Regions from separate parts of the Mus musculus genome. Here regions 2 and 3 are each linked to region 1. Evidence: chromatin contacts called from public Hi-C and promoter capture Hi-C data. All regions are on one chromosome and are shown on one strand. Each heading gives the region's core, a stretch centred on a gene start, on an enhancer-like site or on the middle of the called end of the contact. The rest is flanking DNA. Distances are from core to core; before and after follow the strand shown. Region 1 holds the start of Wapl (WAPL cohesin release factor). Region 2 holds the start of Sncg (synuclein, gamma). Region 3 overlaps Shld2 (shieldin complex subunit 2).

Region 1 (4,075 bases), core at 536-3,035:
TTCTTGTTAAGTATAGCCTATTAAACAAAACCAAGTGTAATTGGGCAGCTGCCAAAGGCAAGAAAAGTCATTTCTTTAAGCTGACTACAGACACGCAGACCTACACACATATATACATTCCAACAAAGTTGGAATGTTTTGGGCACACATACATGGCAATCATCTAAAAATGCTGACTAAAGCCAAAAAAAAAAAAAAATCTAGACTTGATCTTCTTTATGACATCTGAAAAACTCACCGTAAAAAACAGTAAAGCATTCACTGTGCAAGATTAAGATCTGCAAATGAATATATGATACTGAGCTAAGTAATAAGACAACTGTATTTTTAAAAGATCACGTCTCAGAAATATTCGCTGATGTATTAACATCATTAAATATTGATGAAATATCAGTGATTTTTTTAATATTAAGGAATGGGGAGCGTACTGATTAGAAAATATGGTTGAGTTATTATGTACAGAATCCAGGAGATATGAGTACAAGAGTTACGTGATTGCTTTTACTGTTTTCCATAACGTCCATTTTAAAAAGTCAGCAGACTACTGCGATGGCATTATCTAAGCTTAACATATGTACAAATTCAGCATATATATTTGGCATGACGTTTTACGCACATTTCAGACACACTATCTTGTTCTGGCTTCAAATTTCACCAACAGTCCTAACTAAAAAGGAAAAGAAGGTTCACAACTGATTGTTTTCGATTTGGGAGGCCTTCGCTTCATCCCAAAGCCCAGCTGACTTTTGATGGAAGTGCACTGCGATTTAAATTAGGGAAAGGGTATACAAAACAACCAACCAACCTCCTTACACTGAAGCTGTAAAGAAACCTAGCCACTTCCAGGAAAGACACCCAAGGTAATGCATTAGGGGGGCTTCAATAAAGAGAGGAGAGTGGAATGGGCAAACAGAAACCCTCACCTGAGGCTGCGAGTGCGCCCGGAGGCTGGAGCCGAGACACCCCTCGGGCTGGACACTCACGCAACTTTTCTCCTCCCAACCCCCACAGCCTAGGAAAGGGATGTCGCTTCGGACGCCCCGGAAGCTTCTGCTACCGAGTCCCCGAAGCAAGGCCTCTCGGTGACGGCTAGAGGCGGAGGAGACGACGGGGAAAAAGAATTCGGGACTCAAATCAACCGGACCGGGTTTGGAAAAGAGAAGTCAAATCAAGTAGCCGGAGAAGAACTCAAAAGGCAAAATTAAGAGGTGGGAAGGGAAAGAGTTTCTTGCGATCCTCCGGTGCCCAACTTCCTTAGAAGCCAGGTGAGCAACGAGCCTCGCGCCGCCCCTGCCGCCTCCACCCGCCCCAACTCACTCCGGGCCTAGGCAGCCGCCCGAGACCTCACTTACCCTCGGCGCCTGGCGGGTGCTTTGGCCTCGGGCCGCCTCCGCCTCTCCGGCTCCCAACGGCCCGCGGGCGGGCGCGGGAGCCCCGCGCGAGAGACCAGTGCCGACCGGTGCCACCGAGAGGGGCGAGGGGCTCTGCTGCCGTCACAGTCCGCGGCTCCGCTTCGGTAAATAGGAAGCTCGGGCGACAGGGGGGGTGGGGGGTGAGCGGCGGCCCCGCAACTTCCCTCCCCACCTCAGGCGCGCCGGCCGGACAGGGCCTAGGCCTCCCTGGCGGCCGCCGCCGGTGCCGAGCCCGCTACGTGCCCCCGCTGGGCCGCCGCCGCCTTCTGCGCCGCCGCCTCCGCCGGTGAATGGTCAGCGCTGGAGTTTGAACAGGGCCCTGAACCATCTCAACGCCATTTGCGCTCCCGGCCCCCCACCTCCTTCCTCCAACAGCCGCTCGCTCCGTCACTCCGCTTCCCACAGGCCCCGCGCGGCCGCCCGACTCCGCAGCCAATCGTACGGCCTCTTACTCAAACCGCCGCGCAGGCGCCGCGCCCCGCACGCGCCGGCTACCACCATTGGTCGGACCGCGTGGCCCGACGGGAGTTGTAGTTCTCTCTTCCGCAAGGTCCTGGTGTCTAAAGCCCGGTTCCGGAGCTGGCGAACGGTATAGGTTCTGGCTAAGGGCCTGCTGGACTTCACCGACTCCGGAGCCAGTCCCAGTTCCTAGCCACGCGACGAGACGCAGGTGCAGCGCGGGAAGGCTCGCGGCACAGTGCAGGCAGCTGTGTCAATCGTTTCCCCTCCAGGGACCCTCCGGTGTCTAGGGACAGAGACTTGTGCAGCTGCGCCGAGCCTGCTGGGCCACCGCCCGGACCTTGGAGGCGGGGAACTTGGGGCCGCCTTTGACCTGGTCTGACGGTGCGAGAGAGCCAACGCAGGTAAACGAGCAGCGAAACCTGGAGCAGTCGGGTGCTGGTCTCCTCGCAGCCGGGATCCGCTTCAGCCGGCCACTTCATCCTCTCTCTCCTTTCTTGTTCAGTCCCCACTACGGAGTTCTGTCCCCTACCTGTTAGCAATGACACCCCACACCCCCACCCCACCCCCGCTCCCCGAGTATTTTATGTTACTAAGGAATTATCGTCATCCTTATCGAACGTGCTTACGGTAATGTGGCTTTAAATTTAAAACACACACACACACACACACACACACTAAAGTGTTGATAGGTAAAATGATCCAATACGTTTATTTTGTTTTAGACTAAGCCTCTGGAAACTGGGAAAGAAGGGAATAAATTAACTGAGGATGTCCTTCGATGTTGGAGCTGTGGGATATGTACACATATGCTATCATACCAGTATTTATGTCTCAAATTGTTCATAATAAAGTTTTGGTTTGGGGGGGACGGATTGTTTGTTTTGGTTTGGGTTTTCAACTAACTAGTCCCGGACAAGAAGGTAGTGAATGATGGACGGAGTATTTTTAAGTTTTCTTCTGCAGAGACTTTTTTTCATGTCAGTGAATCACCTGGTTGAGAAACTTGGAGAGGTTTTATTTTAAACCTTCAATGAGAAAATAGCTTTCTAAAACAGTTTCCCTTAGGAGAAGTGAGTGGTCAGTCATTGGCCTTGCAGCTAATGGAGACTCATCTGAGAAATTAGAAAACTACTAATTGCTTTTAGTGAAAAGACAACCTCTTCTGCCAGATTTGCTTTTAAAGACTCCTCAAATTTCAAGCTCCCTCCACTGTAGTCAATGGATTTTTCCAACAAAGCTAAAAAGGAAAAATAAAAACTTCTGACTGAGAGGATAAGTTAATAGTAGAGTTTTTCTCCAGCATGCCCTTGGTTAGATGCCCTTGGCACTCCCTTCTGCCACCCTCTTAAAAATAAAAAACATGAGCACTTCCCAATAGGAATTTAAGGTGGATTTTCAACACTTGAATTGTTTTCCTTTTGATCCTAAGTTCATAACTTACATTCTTGCATTTGCAGTTTCCCCAGTATCAGCCTGACTGACTTCACAGCAGGCCATCGCCTCTTAACTTATGCTAAGGAACCAGTCTTGCACTATATATGGTATACATATATGACCTATTTGGGCCAATTTTGTCTTTTTAATCAGCAGCTTAGGATATTGTTTTATCATTTGTTTGAAGATGGCAGGCAGAGGTGCAGTCTGCACTTAGGTTAATTATTTAGATGACATGGTGGTGGGTGCTAATTAGAGGGTAATTATCATCAGAGGGAAAAGGTAAGATCAAAAAGCCAAAAGAGGTAGAGAGGGGTAGTTGCAAGATCTTCCTGGAGGAGGTTCCAAAACCAAGAGAAATATCCTCTGGCCTAGCCCTGCTAGTATTCTGCACTTAGTGGGTTTTGAAGCTGAGTGAAGCAAAAGTGGAAAGGTTAATTAAAGAAACAGTCTTTGGCACCCTTTATAGGGTCCTTATCTTAAGTGATAGAACTTAGTTGTGTCTAAATTCCTACTACTGAAAGAATGACCCGATGTCAGTATCTAAGCATAACCCTTGACCTTGCTGGGAAGGGATAATTCCCAGCCTCGCCCCAACCCCAGACATCTGCAGATTAGTGGGAGTCCCCCAGGCAATGGGTTCACACATCAGAGTTTGACAAGCACTGGTTTATATAGTAGATCCACAACATGTAATCCACCGAGGATGGGTGAGAAAGGGAAGAGCAATCCCAGTCCTTCTGAGTTTAAGGTAGGAGCTTTAAGCA
Region 2 (3,736 bases), core at 519-3,018, 300 kb after region 1:
AAAAGTGGAGCCCCAGAGGCTATCCCAGGAAGTGGCATCTGCGTGCCACCTTGAACATGTCGAGACATGAGACTCCAAACCCTGAGGGACAGACCTAGAGTCCTGGCACCTCTAAGCATAAAGGCGATGTCGGAAAACCTTGCCTGGGGTCTCACTGCACCCTGTCCGTGCAGGAGGCTTCGTGAAATTGCTCTAGGATTCCCTGCCTCCATGAGCTCTGGGGACTGAGGAACCCTTGCTCTGTTTAGTAATCCTGGCCTGGTACTCTGGGCACTTAGATCCAAATGCCTTCCCTGTGAGCTGCTGTCCCCTAGGGCTTAGGCTGGGCCAGCCTTACAGAGGCTCAGGTTTCAGAGCTGAGCTCCTTTGAAGAGCAGGAGCGATAGCCCCATCACCTGGAATCATCTAGAACACCCAACCCTCTGAGTCCCATGCCACTAGTGGGAGCTGTGTTACCTGTTGCAGCCCCACCCAAAGCCCCTGCTATAGGTCAAGCAGGAATCACCCTGCCATCCCCAGCCTGGGGCCTGGAGTACCAGATCCAGGAAACTAGCATCCCTTAGCTATAGAGATAGCCACACATCAGCCCATTCCTCAGATGTGTATCTGGGGCTCAGACATCATCTCCCGATCTCCGACAAGGGCAGGATTTCCTTACCGTCTGATGGGGTCTCTGCTGGTATCCTCAGCCCCTAGTCTCCAGCCTTCAGGCATGCCGGGCCTATTGAGATGGGAGAACTTGGTACCGGGGTCCTGTGCCCAGGACCCTAGCAGTCCCCAGCTCAGGTACACCCCAAAGCCCAGCAGCAGTGTCGGGATCATGGTGAGGGGCTCCTGTGCTGATGCTCAGCCTTACAAGTGACTCTCAAATTTGCTGGTGATGTGGTCTTCAAGCGAAATGTCAGAAAGAAAAGAAAACACGAGGACAACAAAGGGAGGAAGTGGCCTGGTCCGGCCCACCCGGCAAGTCTCATCCGCCCCCGCCCCCGCCCCTTCCAGCCTGGCCCCCTTGGAGGCCTCCAACCACTCAGGTCAATTCCTGTGTCCTGAGGGCACTTGAATCAGGGACACGGGATTTGGTAGACACATAAAGGTGGCCCCATTAAACTTATTTCTCCAGGACTCTGTCGTGGGCCTGGAGGAGATCTGGTGCCACCCATACTGTTGGCCAGGAAGTGGGGAACGGGCACATCACACCTGCTCGGCACCTTGGGCTATGGGAACTAGCAGGTGGGTGGGAACTCAGAGAAGGAAAGGGACTATGCTAGAATCACACAGCGGGCAGCCCAGTCTAGGGCATGGGGAGCAGCTTTGGGTGTTTCTGGCCTCAGCCTTCCAACAGGTTTGGCTAGAGCTCCAGGCTCAAGAGCATCCAGGATACAGTGGGGAACTGGATAACAGGGCAGCCTGCAGGTTGGCCATTCATTGGATTGGCCCTGACCCCGGCCCAGCCTGGGACACTGAGGCATCATCAGTCAAGGCACTTTTCTTCTGCATATAAGAGCCAGGGCACGAGACCACCAGGGCTTTCCAAGGATGAATGAGGTGTAATGATAGATTAGGATATGTCCAGCCTCCAACACGCTCTCCCTCCCCCAGGGCCAACAAGAGTCAGCAGGGCAGAATAGAGCCAGTAGGGGCCCGGGCCCTGCTCGCTGGTATCCCCGTGAGGCATGCCTTCTCTCTGGCCCGCCCTCCCTGCCCCCACCCTGGCCCGGGCTGGCTGGGCTCCAGCCAGCAGCCACAGCATCAATATTTCATCTGCGTCAATAAGAGGCAGTAGCAGCAGAGACAGCGGCTGCGGCAGCACTCCAGTCCATAGCTTGCAGCAGCCAGGTTCCATCCTTGCAAACACCATGGACGTCTTCAAGAAAGGCTTCTCCATTGCCAAGGAAGGTGTTGTGGGTGCTGTAGAAAAGACCAAGCAGGGAGTAACGGAGGCAGCTGAGAAGACCAAGGAGGGGGTTATGTATGTGGGTGAGTGTGGTAGGTGGGGCGGGGCGGGGCGGGGCAGGGTGGAGGGGTCCCTAATGGAGGGCAGATGCCTCCCTCTGCAGATTCCCCCAGCTTCTAGAAAGCGTTTTGAGATGAAATTCTGATTGTTGAGGCAGGGTCGCACACCCTGGAGAATATGGTAGTATCTAATTGTCTTTGATACTCTGGGGGAAGGGACTCTGAGTGGGACAGGACCGGAGTGCCACACCTACGTGTGGGCACTCAAAAGCATGCACACACATGCCTGGAGTCTCCTAACCTGGAGACCCTGAGGTAATGATCTGCTCAGGTGGACCCCGCTTTCTCCAATGGGAGTTGCTGCATCTGAGCCAGGCCACTCCTGGCTTAGAGGGGAAGGGTAGTCTGTGAAAATGGGTCCCATTTAGTGTTCAACCCACCCCCAGCATTCTGGGCTCTTTCTAAAGAGGGGACAGGGGTGGCTAATCCTGTGACTCAGCTTTCTCTGCCCTGTTCAGCTGCTGCTTCTGAGGCCGGGGCCACGCCCATGCAAGGGCCATAGCCCTACCAGTAACAGTACCTCAGGCCTGGTCTATTTTGTCCCCTCTTCCTGTCCTGTCTCCTTCCCGTCTGTCCTCTGTCCTTCAGACACAGCAGGAAATGGCCTTTTGAAGGGGCTACTGTCCCCAGACGCCATCCTCATCCCCTCCTGGCCCCCACATTGTGTCCAGCTGTTTGCCCTGACCGCTTGTACACCTCTTCCTCCAATAGGCACCAAAACCAAGGAGAACGTGGTACAAAGTGTCACCTCAGGTAAGATGACCCAGAACTGGGGACCCCACAAATCCTGCCCTATATCCAGGGTCCATACCTGAAGTCCTCTTTGTACCAACTGGAGCCCTAAGCCCTTGGTGACCCAAACCACTACATGCCCTGAAGATAGACCATCACATTGTTCTGCCCTAGAGTCAGACAAAGGGATCGAAGTAACTAGAAGTCAGGCATCAGGCATCTGGGCTCTGGGAAGGGGTTGCTCTCCTCAGCTTGGGTAGGCAGCAGTGGAGGGGGCCAGGGCTGAGTCCAACCAGAATCCTCTGCAGTGGCTGAGAAGACCAAGGAGCAGGCCAATGCCGTGAGTGAAGCTGTGGTCAGCAGCGTCAACACAGTGGCCAACAAGACCGTGGAGGAGGCTGAAAACATCGTGGTCACCACCGGGGTGGTGCGCAAGGTAAGCCTGGTTCATGTCCTTTTTCTAGGCTCCCCAGCAATAGGAGGCAATTCTGCCCTCGTGAACACACGGGTAAATAGCACTAGACACTGCTTAACTTTACAGACAGTACCCACTGTGTGCTGGGGCGACTTGGTATCTCTGTACCTGTTCATATCAGGAATCCCCATCACACTCCAAGAGTGGGGACTTGGGATTCATTTTATGCACAAGGAAAGCGACATGCAGACCATGGCCAGCCCCATCCCCTTGGCATGCAGGAAATACATATCACAAGGGCAGTGTATGGTGACAGGCTAAAGCTGAAAGCCACCACCAGAGCTACCTTTTATCTTTTATCCAACCCTCCCTCATCCCAGGGTCTAGCTTCCACCTCCCAAGGAAGCAGTAATGGCAACACTGCCCACTTGTGGTGGGCAAGTGGCAGGGCTCCGACTCCACCCTCTGCTGAGGTCTTTGTGTGAACATGTGGGTTGTATGTGCATTATTGGTAGGGTAGAGATGTGTGTGAACGCATATGCGTGGAATGCATGTGTGAATGGATGCGCATGTGTA
Region 3 (3,946 bases), core at 198-2,697, 380 kb after region 1:
TTAGATATCAACATGTCAGTTAATTTAGTGGAAACTGTGTTTAGGCTGACAGACGGAGATGCTGGGCTTTGTGAAACTATATACCTGCCAGTGTCCCCAGCTCTGCTTGCTAATACCTAGCCGTCTTTGCCTTTTGCTTAGTGTGCCATAAAGCTCCCTACTGTAAAGCTGTTTTATTCTTGGCAAAGCTCAGCTCTGAGTGGTGAGGAAGCTTCCATGGAAGCAGTTGGTGCGCTTTTAGTTTTTTGACTTCAGAGATCTCATCTCTGAGACGTGAGGACAGAGATAACTCTTAGTAAGAGTGAGAAAACAGTGAGTCTTCGGGGCCCATTAAGCAAAGCCTGACGTCCCATGAAGAAGGGCTATAAAGAAACGGAGTCCCTCTGCAACCCTATAGGTGGAACAACCTTATGAACTCACCAGTACCCCGGAGCTCTTGTCTCTAGCTGCATATGTATCAGAAGATGGCCTAGTCGGCCATCACTGGGAAGAGAGGCCCATTGGTTGTGCAAACTTTATATGCCCCAGTACAGGGGAACGCCAGGGCCAAGAAGTGGGAGTGGGTGGGTGGGGGAGTGTGTGGGGGACTTTTGGGATAGCATTGGAAATGTAAATGAAATAAATACCTAATTAAAAAAAAACAAAAAAAAACAAAACAAAACGGAGTCCCAGTAGGAATAAATAGCTGGGACTGTCACACTTCATGATCTGCTTTTTTATTTTTGTCTGTGCATATATATGTGTGTGTAGTAATGTGCAAGCTAGGTGTGCCTTTGGAGGTTAGAAGGTGATAGTTGGGAGGGAGTCCTTCTCTCCTTCCTGGTGGGATCCAGGGATTGAAGTCTGCTTGCGCCATTTGAATTCCAAATGCTTTCACCCTCTGAGCTCTCTATCCCTCCTCCTCCTGCCTTCCAGCTTCCTTTTTAGAGACTGGTCTCAAGTAACTCAGGCTGCCCTCCAGCTCGCAGTGTAAACAGAGGGTGACCTTGAATTTCTGAACTCCCTGCCTCTCCTTCCCAGTGCTGGGGTACAGGTACATGTTTCTTAATGTGGTGTTGAGGATGGAACCCAGGGCTTCAAGCATGCTAAGCAAGAACTAAATAGTTGTTCTAAATATAATATATTCTGATTATAGTCTTTCTCTCTCACCCTCCTTTTTAGATATTTTAGTGATGGCATTTTTGTATTTTTTTAAGAGTTCTTTTTGTTGTTGTGCTTTTTCTTTTTCTTTCTTAAAAAAAAAAAGAGAGAGACAACCTCACTCTAGCTATTCTAGAACTTTTCGTTTTTGTTTTTAGAATAAATGTCCACTTATCTGAATAGATAACAACAATAATCCCACCAGCATCCAGCCTGATGAACTGGAATCTACTGGAAATACTTAGAGGACTGCAGGTGACTCACAGGCCGCCGCTGCTTCACTGAAGAGCCCTAACCCACCGGGACGGGTGGGGTGTGTGTGGGGTGTGACTCATGGAAGGAGCATCCCTGGAGCTCCCAGGAAGACTCTCTTCTCTGCAGCAATAGCTCTTGTCTGTGTTATCTTGAGGAGGAATCTTAGGAATAGTGTACATTTTAGGTATTTCCTCAGAGTGTGAAATTGTCTACTTCCTGATTTGAATCTGTAAGTTTCTTTACTTCCTGATTTTTTTTTTTTTTTTTTTTTTAAATCTTAAGACAGGGTTTCATTAATGTAGCTCTGGCTGACCTGGAGCTAGCTATGTAGACTAGACTGGCCTCTAACTCACAGTTTTGAGTTTTTTGTATTGTTTCGTTTTGTTTGTTCTTTTGTTTTTTTGTGGTTTTGTTGTTGTTTCTGCTCCCAAGTGCTGCTATTAAAGGCATGTACCACTACTTACTGATTTTTAAGAGCTCTTTCCAGTGATGAAGTGTTTCAGTTTGAAATAAATTGCACCCAGGGGTGCCTGTAGTCCCTAGCTCTGCTGTTAGCCTTCTAAGTGCTTGTTTATTTGTTTATTTTAAAACACATTAATTAGTTTTCTTGAAGGTTGTCCTATAAAAAAGATTCCATTATCAAATTAGTTTGGGAAATCGGATACATATTCCAGCACCCTACCTCCACCACCTTAGCAATTCACAGTGAATATCAGCGTCTTCCAGGTTGATAAAGATGCTGGGAAATGGTATTACAAATCATCTTATCAAGGCCTTTTAAAAAGGGTGTTCCTCCTAGTTCTACTGCAAGCTAGTTCCTATACTCTCGAGGTCAAGCTGAGCCGGAACTGAAACCCAGGGTAGCTGGATGCTCACTCTCAAGCCCAGTTTCCTGTTCACAGTGAGCAAACAGCTTTAATATTAAACCCCCTGGTTTCTCAAAGTTGTTTGGATGTAGGCGTCGTTATTTTTCAAAACTTACTCAAAAGTCAGTCGTCCCTGAATGGGTTCCAGGAATGTTGCCTGGGTCAATCTACAGTAGTGATTGCAGTCTTTTAAATAATGATGTTTTGGGGTAGAACTTGGTTTTTAAGTTAGCATCCAAAGTAATGAGTTTCATCATGGCTTCTTCATACATTGTATCATTAGACTTTAGAATTGGGTTTTCTATTTGTGGTGTTAAAAACTGTATTTACTTGTTACTTTTTCTAATTGTACCTATTTTGTGTTCTTATTCACAATGACTTTCCTCCTAAGTTGTGGTAGGTCTTTGTTTTTGAGACAGGGTGTATTCCAGGCAGGCCTGGAACTCTCTCTGAATGATGGAGTGACCCTAGTGGTCTGATCTTCCTGCTTTCACCCAGTAGTAGTTACCTGCTAGCTGCCATGACCACTTTATGTGGTCTTGGGGACTGAGTTCAGAGACCTGTGCACCTACTCAAGCAGTCTCCGCTACATCCTTAGTGCCTGCTTTTTGGGTGTGTTTTTTTTTTTTTTGTTTGTTTGTTTTTTTGAGACAAGCAAGATCTTGCTATGTAGGCTAGGCTAGCCTCAAACTCAAATCTTACCATAACCTTACAGATGTTTCACATTAGCACTTTTCAAGTTTTTTAAAAAAATATTTATTTATTTATTTATTTATTTATTTATTTATTATATGTAAGTACACTATAGCTGTCTTCAGACACTCCAGAAGAGAGCATCAGATTTTGTTACAGATGGTTGTGAGCCACCATGTGGTTGCTGGGATTTGAACTCAGGATCTTTGAGCAGTCGGTTCTCTTAACCGCTGAGCCATCTCACCAGCCCCCAAGATTTTTTTAATACTAAAACACAAAGATTGCCGGGCATGGTGGCGGACACCTTTAATCCCAGCACTCAGGGGGCAGAGGCAGGCGAATTTCTGAGTTCGAGGCCAGCCAGGTCTATAGAGTGAGTCCCAGGACAGCCAGGGCTACACAGAGAAACCCTGTCTCGAAAAAACAAAAACAAAAAATCAAAAACCAAAGATTTATTTTTATTTTATGTGTATGAGTGCTTGCCTGCCTGCATGCATATAAGTGTAGTATTGTGAACTGGAGTTACACTATGTGGGTGCTGGGAAGGTACTGGGAAGCAAACCTGGGTCCTGTACAAGATTAGTAAGTACTTTATCTGCTGATCCATCTTTCTAGTTCCTAAAAGCATTTTTAATCCAAATTGGTGTTTCTCTTCGCCCTTTCTGTTCTAAGATTATTTCAGTCATAAACTTTTCGTGTTGGGGGTCCTTGAGATGGTCTACCTCATCTTCTTCGTTATTTTTCTTTAATTTTATGGCAGGTTAAGAAAATAATACCCATTTAGTAATTTGCATCAGAGTTTGAAGCTTTTTCTAGTAGTTCTGTAATCTTAGAAGAGTTACTTCATTCTCACAACTTACTTCTTTGTCTAAAATAATGTCGTGTAACGTAACCATATGAATCAAGTAAGAGGCCAGCAGGATGGCTTAGCAAGGAAGGGCTGTGCCGCTAAGCCTGGAGACCTGTTTGATCCCCGGGACCTACATGGTGGA

What was found. Promoter capture Hi-C pulls out the DNA fragments that hold promoters and counts their contacts. Hi-C and Micro-C count contacts between places; a contact is called where the count stands out from the background.
Region 2: a contact with region 1 is called in a Hi-C map of muscle stem cells, with 1.7 times the contacts expected there. The contact joins the promoter of Sncg here to the promoter of Wapl in region 1. A contact is called at or near these places in 4 of 39 promoter capture datasets (the 3T3-L1 cell line, cranial neural crest and liver), 3 of 484 Hi-C or Micro-C datasets (embryonic stem cells and muscle stem cells) and 4 of 115 datasets of contacts at active chromatin or transcription factors (embryonic stem cells and pancreatic cancer cells).
Region 3: a contact with region 1 is called in a promoter capture Hi-C map of the HPC-7 cell line. The contact joins the enhancer-like site here to the promoter of Wapl in region 1. A contact is called at or near these places in 4 of 39 promoter capture datasets (the HPC-7 cell line, cranial neural crest, frontonasal cranial neural crest and 1 more), 3 of 484 Hi-C or Micro-C datasets (muscle stem cells, olfactory sensory neurons and uterus), 3 of 115 datasets of contacts at active chromatin or transcription factors (bone marrow-derived macrophages, embryonic stem cells and microglia) and 2 of 9 other capture datasets (adipose tissue and liver).

What each region holds. Positions count from the first base shown.
Region 1 is chr14:34,671,638-34,675,712 of GRCm38.p6, reverse strand. It overlaps Wapl (WAPL cohesin release factor), which reads right to left and starts at 1,785. Exons shown (of 19, transcript NM_001004436.4): 1 at 1,353-1,785. 5830448L01Rik (RIKEN cDNA 5830448L01 gene) reads left to right here and starts at 1,045. Exons shown (of 1, transcript NR_165636.1): 1 at 1,045-2,742.
Region 2 is chr14:34,372,701-34,376,436 of GRCm38.p6, reverse strand. Sncg (synuclein, gamma) reads left to right here and starts at 1,768. Exons shown (of 5, transcript NM_011430.3): 1 at 1,768-1,977; 2 at 2,725-2,766; 3 at 3,054-3,181. The coding sequence starts at 1,857. Mmrn2 (multimerin 2) reads right to left here and starts at 933. Exons shown (of 7, transcript NM_153127.3): 1 at 659-933. The coding sequence starts at 822.
Region 3 is chr14:34,294,837-34,298,782 of GRCm38.p6, reverse strand. The region is part of intron 2 of Shld2 (shieldin complex subunit 2); the gene reads left to right. Among named protein-coding and RNA genes, the nearest start is that of Shld2, 14 kb to the left of the region's middle. Within about 2 kb of position 1,447, at least 121 of the 459 cell types and tissues checked have an H3K27ac peak or open chromatin away from gene starts, as enhancers often do. A contact at or near this core is called in the HPC-7 cell line, adipose tissue, bone marrow-derived macrophages and 6 more, where this site is marked.